Linked DNA regions of Sus scrofa: region 1 is linked to region 2. Evidence: chromatin contacts called from public HiChIP or PLAC-seq data. All regions are on one chromosome and are shown on one strand. The core of a region is the stretch at or near the end of the contact, and the rest is flanking DNA. Distances in the headings are between cores, read along the strand shown. Region 1 overlaps SBF2 (myotubularin-related protein 13). Region 2 overlaps AMPD3 (AMP deaminase 3).

What was found. HiChIP or PLAC-seq counts read pairs in DNA pulled down with a chosen protein or histone mark.
Region 1: an H3K27ac HiChIP or PLAC-seq map of alveolar macrophages shows a contact between it and region 2. The contact joins two enhancer-like sites. A contact is called at or near these places in 1 of 47 Hi-C or Micro-C datasets (embryonic fibroblasts) and 1 of 2 datasets of contacts at active chromatin or transcription factors (alveolar macrophages).

What each region holds. Positions count from the first base shown.
Region 1 is chr2:49,296,439-49,300,941 of Sscrofa11.1, reverse strand. The region is part of intron 1 of SBF2 (myotubularin-related protein 13); the gene reads right to left. Among named protein-coding and RNA genes, the nearest start is that of SBF2, 56 kb to the right of the region's middle. Within about 2 kb of position 2,046, at least 4 of the 83 cell types and tissues checked have an H3K27ac peak or open chromatin away from gene starts, as enhancers often do. A contact at or near this core is called in alveolar macrophages, where this site is marked.
Region 2 is chr2:49,056,514-49,060,741 of Sscrofa11.1, reverse strand. It overlaps AMPD3 (AMP deaminase 3), which reads left to right. Exons shown (of 15, transcript XM_013994571.2): 3 at 3,556-3,760. Among named protein-coding and RNA genes, the nearest start is that of AMPD3, 26 kb to the left of the region's middle. Within about 2 kb of position 1,546, at least 16 of the 83 cell types and tissues checked have an H3K27ac peak or open chromatin away from gene starts, as enhancers often do. A contact at or near this core is called in alveolar macrophages, where this site is marked.

The sequences.
Region 1 (4,503 bases), core at 797-3,296, 240 kb before region 2:
TTGAAAATCAATAGGTACTGTCTAAAGTTGTTCAATATATTCATTCCTCTATGTGTCCACAAACAAGCTGAAAAGAGTAAGGAAGCAGGAATGAGGGTGGGCACAGTAAAGGAGACTTTATATTCCTCAGTTTAAGTGTTTCGTTTGGGGGAAAAAAAAAAACTAAAAATAAAACAGTTACTAGTGCATACAATATGGGGGGGGGAAATAGTAAAATCTGCGATTATATACTCAGGGAAATAAAAAGCAAATGAAATGACCACTGACAACTTTGGATAGTTTCTGCTACTAATTACTCCAAAAGTATCATTACCATGAAAATGCCCACTGCTACAAGTCAGAGACAGGCTGCCTCTACCAGAGACAAATATTGTGCCACTGCTTCCCGATATTTATGAGGGGGAAAAACTCTTGAGTTCTAGAGATATATTGCTCTGTTTTACAATAACTTCTAAGAGGAAGAATAACTTCTTTGTTTTTTTAGCACCACACCCATGGCATATGGAAGTTCCTAGGCTAGAGGTCAAAGGTCAAATTGGAGCCACACTGCCGGCCTACACCACAGCTCACAGCAACACAAGATCTTTAACCCACTGAGGGAGGCCAGGGATCAAACCTGCATCCTCATCGATCCTAGTCATGATCCTTAGCCACTAAGCCATGAAGGGAACTCCCAGAAGAATAACTTCTAATCATTAATAACTTCTAATCTGTGTTCATTAACACAATACATACAACAAATCTGTGATCAAGACCCACTCTTCTACTCCTAAATTATCACGTTAATTCATTCCCTCCTCTCTATCACCACTCATTTAGGCCTTCAAAATTTCTTGCCTTAATTACTTACTATCCTTCGCTCTCCCTTCTCTCCTCTTTCATTCACTGATACAAAACAATCATTCTAGGGAGTTCACTTCATGGCTCAGTGGTTAACAAATCCAGCTAGGATCCATGAGGTTGCAGGTTCGATCCCTGGCCCTGATCAGTGGGTTAAGGATCCAGCGTTGCTGTGAGCTGTGGTGTAGGTCGCAGTCACAGCTTGGATCTGGCATTGCTGTGGCTGTGGCATAGGCCAGTGGCTACAGCTCTGATTAGACCCCTAGCCTGGGAACCTCCATATGCCGAGGGTGCAGCCCTAGAAAAAAAAAAGACAAAACAATCATTCTAACAGTACGAACTTGTCATGTCACACCCACACTTAAAATGTCAGTATCTTACCACTATCTATAATTTAAAGTCCAGGAACTCCCATTGTGGCTCAGTGGTAACAAAACCCGACCAGTATCCATGAGGATGCAGGTTTGATCCCTGGCCCCACTCAGTGGGTTAAGTATCCTGCATTGCCGTGAGCTATGGTGCTGGTCCCAGACGCACCTCGGATCTGGCGTCGCTGTGGCTGTGGCATAGGCCAGCCCTAGCCTGGGAACTTTCATATGCCAGATGCAGCCCTAAAAAAAAAAAAAAAAAAAAAAAAAAGAGTCCAAAGTCCTTGGCATGACATACAAGGCCCTTAATCATCTTCTCTGGCCCAATCTCTCTGTCCTCCTTTTTTCACACATTCTTCATACACACTCTATGACTCTGGCTACACCAAACATACCTACAATTCTTCTAAAGAGTCATTCATCTCCCATATATTTATGTTCTCTCTCCTCTTCCTTAGAGAGCCCCTTAATTCTCTTGTTTGGTATAGCCTATTTCTCATAGGTACAACATAGAAATCACTTCCTCCAGGAAGTCCTCCTGTATCTCCTCCTTTCCCTACCAGCCATGTAAAGGTTCCTTTTCCCTATGCTCTTCATAGTATTCTGTTTATCCCTCTATCATGTCTCCTTTCACTTATATTACTACTGTCTCTTTTACCTGATTGTCTTTCCCACTAGAATGTTATCTCTTGAGATCAGGACTTCTCTGAGTAAGGCAATTTACAAATACAGTATTCAAAACAACAATTTCTTAACTAATCAGCACATGAGATGTTTAAAAGCTGGTATTTACAATAGGGAACATAATTATAAAGGGAATTTCCCCACAGAAAAAGGAACAAGGGAGAATTCTGCTTCTGGTATTGCTGAGTAAGTGCCTACCCAATCAACCCTCCCACAGATAACAAATATAAATTGTAAAACAAAACACAAAAAAAGACTACCTAAAGGCACTGAAGAGTGACCAAAAGAAGGCAAATTAAATTAGAGGGGAGTCAATACTAGGAAGAGAGCAGTATAGGTAAACTTCTCACTTAGACTTTTTTCCTAAGGCAGGTCCTGTCACCAGAGAGGCTCCTAAAACTCCCATATAAACCTCACAACCTTACTACCTTAAAGAACCAGAGGACAGCTGTCAGGGACACCAGAGCCACTGAAAAGTACTAGAAATTCATAAAGGGAGAGATATAAAATCTAAGTATAGAAGTTCCCGCTATGGCACAGTGGGTTAACGATCTGATTCGTCTCTGTGGTGAAGTCAGTTCAATCCCCAGCCCAGTACAGTGGGCTAAGGATCTGTCATTGCCACAGCTGCAGGGTGGGTTGCAGATGCAGCTCAGATTTGATCCCTGGCCTGGGAACTTCTATACACACACACACACACACACACACACACACACACACACACACACACATGCATATGCCAAGGGTGCAGCTGAAAAAGGAAAAAAAATCTAGGTACAAACTCTTCACAAATTTCTGGCTGACTTCTGAACCATACATGCAAGGAGTTAAACTATAAGAAGCTCAGCCAAGGATAAAATAACTGAATTAAGACCACCACCCAAGAAACAGAGCTTAGAGTTTGAGTCTAATCATGTTAACTGCCTACTAAACAAAAGCATCAACAATTTTTAAAGAAAGATAACAAAATTCAGAATCTCCATAACTTCATATGTACAATGTCCACGATACAATCCAAAGTTTCTTGACAGACAAAACAATCAGGAAAAGGTGAACCAAAAAGAAAAGATAACCAACTGAGACTAAATCCAAGACTGCTCAGGAGTTAGACTTAGTAGACAAACATTTTCAAGCAAGTATTATTACAACTATGTTCAATGATGCAGAGAATACAATCATAACAAGCAAAAAGAAACCTTAACAGAGCAATAGAAATTTTTAAAATAACCAACAAATATCCTACAACTAAAAAATATACCATCTAAAATCAAAAATTCACTGAACAAAGTTTCCATTATGGCTCAGCAGAGAACCTAACTAGCATCTACGAAGATGCAGGTTCAACCCCTGGACTTGCTCAGTGGCTTAAGGATCCAGCATTGCTCAGAGCTTGGTGTAGCCTGCAAATGAAGCTCCAATCTGGCATTGCTGTGGCTATGGCATAAGCAGGAAGCTGTAGCTCTGATTCAACCCCTTGCCTGGGAACTTCCATATGCCACACATGTGGCCCTAAAAAGGGAAGGAAAAAAAAAAACTTCACTGAATGGGCTTAAAAGCAAAATGGAAATGACAGTGAAAAAACTCAGTGTACTTGAAAATAGATCAATAAAATTATGGAATTTGAAGAATAGAGAGAAAAAAAGGATTTAGGGAAAAAAGAAACGAAGTCTCAGGGCCAGAAGACCTGCACACAAAATGCTAAAAGAATTTCTTTAGACTGAAGGAAAATGAAACTAGACGGAAACTCAGTTCGTCATAAAAAATAAAGAGCATTGGGAGTTCCCATAGTGGCTCAGTGGTTAACGAACCAACTAGTATCCATAAGGACTCAGGTTCAATCCCTGGCCTGGCTAAGTGGGTTAAGGAAACAGTGTTGCCGTGAGCTGTGGTGTAGGTCGCTGATGCAGCTTGGATCCCGAGTTGCTATGGTTGTGGCGTAGCCAGTGGCTGTAGCTCTGATTCGGACCCCTAGCCTAGGAACCTCCATACGCCGTGGGTGCGGCCCTAAAAAGACAAAAGACAAAAATAAATAAAGAGCATTGGAAATGTCTGGAAGTGCATTCATTAATTCAACAAATATTTAACAAATACCCAGGATAGACAATTTCCTTTAGGCAACAAAAGTTTCACTAACCTTGTGTATAAATCTTTTATTATGAATTTATCCTGTATTTTCAGGGAGGTTTTATCAGTAGTCCTCTACAGTAGATTCCAGTTGTAAGTCTCATTAGCACCTGCTTTAGAATGAATGTCCCCCAAAATCCACATGTTGAAATCCTAACCCCCAATGTGATGGTCTTTGGAGGTGAGGCTTTGAGAGGTGATTAGGTCATGGCGGTGGAGGCCTCATGAATAGGATTAGTGCCCTAATAAAATAGACCCCAGAGAGCTCCCTTGCTTCTTCTGCTACACAGGAAGATGGCTGTCTATGAAGCAGGAAGCAGGCCCTCACCAGACAGTCAATTTGCCAGCACCCTGATCTTGGACTTCCCAGCCTCCAGAACTATGAGAAATAAATTACAGCCCACCAGTCTACAGTATTTTTGTTAAAGCAGCCCAAAGAGACTAAGATACCTATTCCAAATTGTACATTTGAAAGTTTTATTCACGA
Region 2 (4,228 bases), core at 297-2,796:
AGTAGCCAGTGGGGAACCGGGGCCGGTCTAGGGCCATGTGGAACTGAATTCTGCTAAACACCTGCATGAGCTTGGATGTGGATGCTTCTCCAGGATCTTCTGTTAAGAGCCCAGTGTGGATAACCCCTTGATTTTGGCCTTTGATACCTGGGGCATAGAGTTCAGCCAGGCTCACTTGGATATCTCACCTCCTGAGCTGTGAGCCAGCAACTGGGGGCTTGAAGTCACCAGGCTTCTGGCAATGCGTAGCACAGCCGCAGAAGATAAGCACAGGGCTCTTTCCTGGGGCTCCATTCTTCTTTTCTTCTTCTTTCCTTCCTTCCTATCTCTCTCTCTCCTTCCCTCCCTCCCCCGCTTCCTTCCTTCCTCTCCCTCTGTCTCTCTCTGTCTCTCTTGCTTTGCTTTGCTTTTTAGGGCCACATGTGCGGCATATGGAAGTTCCCAGGCTAGGGGTTGCATCAGAGCTGCAGCTGCCCTCCTACACCACAGCCACAGCAACTCGGGATCCAAGCTGCACCTGCGACGACCACCACAGCTCATAGTAACGCAGGATCCTTAACCCACTGAGTGAGGCCTGGCATCGAACCCACATCCTCATGGATACTTGTTGGGTTTGTAACCTGCTGAGCCACAATGGGAACTCCCTCCATTTAGCTTTTTTAGTTTTCGTGGAGACAAGTTTGGTGGTTAATGCTGGTTTATTGCAAGCCCTTGCCCATGGTTGATGAGGAGTTGACCCATCTGTTGTCAAACCTGTCCATTGTCCCTGCAGAGTCAGAGCTCCCAGCCCATGGATGTCCACATGTGACCTTCTGGGGCTCACCTCAAGTCCAAGGCTGGAGCCATAATGGGTGTCTTTAAGAAGGTGAACTTGGGGACACAGCTGGTGGGTACTGGTGTCTTCTCTGTGGCAGAGGAGTATGGATGTTTCTTGGACAAGCCTGGTGGGCTCTTGGCTTAGGCAGCCTTCCAGCTTTCTGATCATGGTTGGGTTATTATTATTTGTCTTTTTAGGGCCACACTCCATGGCATATGGAGGTTCCCAGGCTAGGGGTCAAATCAGAGCTGCAGCTGCCAGCCTACACCACAGCCACAGCAATGTGGGATCTGAGCCATGTCTGTGACCTATACCACAGCTTGCGGCAATGCTGAATCCTTAACCCATTGAGCAGGGCCAGGGATTGAACCTGAGTCCTCATGGATCCTAGTTGGGCTCGTTACCACTGAGCCATGATGGGAACTTCCGAGTTATTATTATTATTTTTTAAAGCCTTTTTAACCTGTTGTTCACCTTAGATGTTACCTCGGTTCTTTCCTTATCAGGACTGGTCCTTAGGCAGCATTGGCTGAGGCTTGTGGGGGTTAAGTTGGCATGGAGATAAAGATAGTGACCTAGCAGGCATGTGAGTGACACAGGAGTCAGGGTCTCATGGGGCCTGTCAGAACATGAGACGGAGCCCAACGTAATGGCTTTTCTTCTAGGTGTGACCATCCCAAAGATGCCAAAGTGGGAACCTCATTACTCAACGTGGGCCTGCCTCTGAGGAATGATTGACAGGCATCAGTTGGCCTCTTTCTTGGGACAAGATGCTTGACTCAGCTCCATGTGATAGATGGAGGGCAAGCTGGGGAAAACCTGGGCTGGAGGTTCCTGAAGTTCAGCCTGGGTTTCCTGAATAACCTAGCATTTAAGGGCAGGGCAAAGACAGACTTCTGATAAAGGGGCTGCCTCCATTTTCCAGGTAGAAATAGCCTTGTCCCCAAAGAAGTGATAACACACGTGGGTGGATAGTGACCAGAGAGCCATGGCAAGCATTGGGTGTAGAGAGAGGTCAGGGAACTGTAGTTCCTGTAAATTGGCCATGGATCAGTGAGGAGAGACCTGGCCAAGAGCCAGGAGGAAGATAGCTGGTTTCGGGTGAGTCATGAGGTCCGTTTGGAGATAACAAATTTCTCCATACCCTGTAGATGTCACTGGTGCCTGGAGAAGAGGAGGGGTTTTTGTGGGCTTTGGGGGCAGGGAGTGGTCACAGTTGCTCTTGAATTCTTGGCTGGAGGCTCTGGTTGTACCGGGCTAGTTGGCCCACTGCTGGGCCCTCTGGTCAGCTGGTTTCTGGCATTGCTGGGGGTCTGGGTTCCCTCAGAGGCAGAAAAAGACATGGGAGAGGAAGTGCTGAGGTCCTCACCTCCCTCTTGCCTGACTTTCTTCCTGGGGATCCTAGGACTTGGGGTGGTGTCGTTTGAAACATTACTAATTAGTTAACAGGAAAATGAATGTTCCTAAGTCAGCATTGCAGATAAGCATGAGCTTGTGGCATTTGAAACCAACCTTGCACCTGCTTCCCCAGGAGTTTGTGAAATCAGCCTTTGGTGCCAAGGTGACAAGTTGAGAGGACTGGAATTGATGCTGATCAGTCCCTTTCCAATAACAGATCTGTGCCTGCCCAGAGCAGCCAGGAAGGCACATGTCAGGCTGCAGGAAGGAGCAGCCAGGGTGACAGGCTGCCAGGGAGGTGGGGTGCGAAGGGCTAGCTGCCACCTGGCCATGACTTTGTAGAATTTGTTTCCCATCCCTGGTCCCCTGAGTCCTTTATGAAAACAGGAGGTGGGACGGGTTGATGGCATGAGCTTTTCTGGCTCCAGTGCCCCCGTTTTCTAACTCTGTGAAATGCACGGTGATTATCTGAGACTCTGTGTACTGGGACTCAGGGTCTGGCTTTATCTGAAGACAGCATGCTGGTTGATTTGACATGGTCCTCACCTCGTCTGCCCTCAGAGTTAGACCCCCACAGATCAGTCTTCCCTCTGTCTCCTGAGACATTTGCCTACTCCGATGCTCCACGCACCCTGCAAACACAGCCCACAGCAGTTCTTAGTGACCACAGGGTGCCTAGAGTATTGCATTCAGGGAGAGGAAGGCATGAATAATTAGAAACTTTTTTGGGGGTGGTGGTTGTACCCTTGGCATATGGAGGTTCCCGGGCTAGGGGTCAAATTGGAGCTGCAGCCTCCAGCCTATGCCACAGCCACAGCAGCACCACATCCAAGCTTTGGTCTGTGGCCTACACCGAAGCTCATGGCAAAGCCAGATCCTAAACCCACTGAGCAAGGCCAGGGATCGAACCTATGTCCTCATGGATGCTAGTCAGAGTTGAGAATTTTTTTTTTTTTTTTTTTTTAAGGGCTGCTTCCATGGCCCTAAAAAAAGTTGCTGGGCTTGGGGTTGAATCAGAGCTGCAGCTGCCAGCCTACACCATAGCCATAGTCACACCAGATCTGAGTTGCGTCTATGACCTACATCGCAACTCATGGCCATGCTGGATCCTTAACCCACTGAGGGAGGCCAGGGATCAAACCCTTATCCTCATGGCTACTGGTCGGGGTCGTTACCTCTGAGCCACAACAGGAACTCCTAGAAACTTCTTAATAATGGGTCCAGCACTAGTGATTAATCAGAGTCAGATTGTCCTGCCATGTCCAGAACAAAGACTCTTTTATCACTCCCCTCAAATTAGCTGCTTCTATCTCTCACATTTCCTTGCTCTTGACTTTTAGAAAGAAAAGTTTTAAGATGATTCGGTCCCAGTCCCTGTCTCTGCAAATGCCGACGCAGCAAGATTGGAAGGGACCCCCAACAGCCAGTCCGGCCATGTCTCCTGCAACCCCTGTGCTCCCTGGAATCACTTCCCAGCCCGCGCCTGCACTGTATGCCATGCCCGAGTTCCAGCGGGTCACCATCAGCGGAGATTACTGTGCTGGGGTAAGGCGACTCCCGCTCTCTGAGGGCTCTGTGCTCCAGCTGGTACCTCCCTCTGCTGCATCGCTCATCCCCTCTTATAAACAACTGTCTGTGTAGCTGCTTGTCTCCCTGAGCATGTTCAGGTTTCTGCCACACGCGCTTTGCCCAGCAGACCAAGATTGATGAACTCCCTGGAAGGGGGTAATTTATCTCATTCATTTCTGAGACGAGGCCGCTCTGGGAAAACAGAGCATCCTTGGACTTTGGAAATCAATCAGATCAGAGTCTGAAGTTTGACTTTGTCACTTCCTGTGATTTATTCTCTCTGGGTCTCCGTTCGCCCAGGTGCGAAAGAGCTTGCAGTGAGGACCAAATGAAATCTATGGCCAGGGTCTGTCCCATAACACATAAGCGCTTGTGGACGGGGTGAATTGGGGCGATTGCCAGTGGAGTCAGAAGCCTGGGGTTGGCAAAGCGGCAGACTGAGCA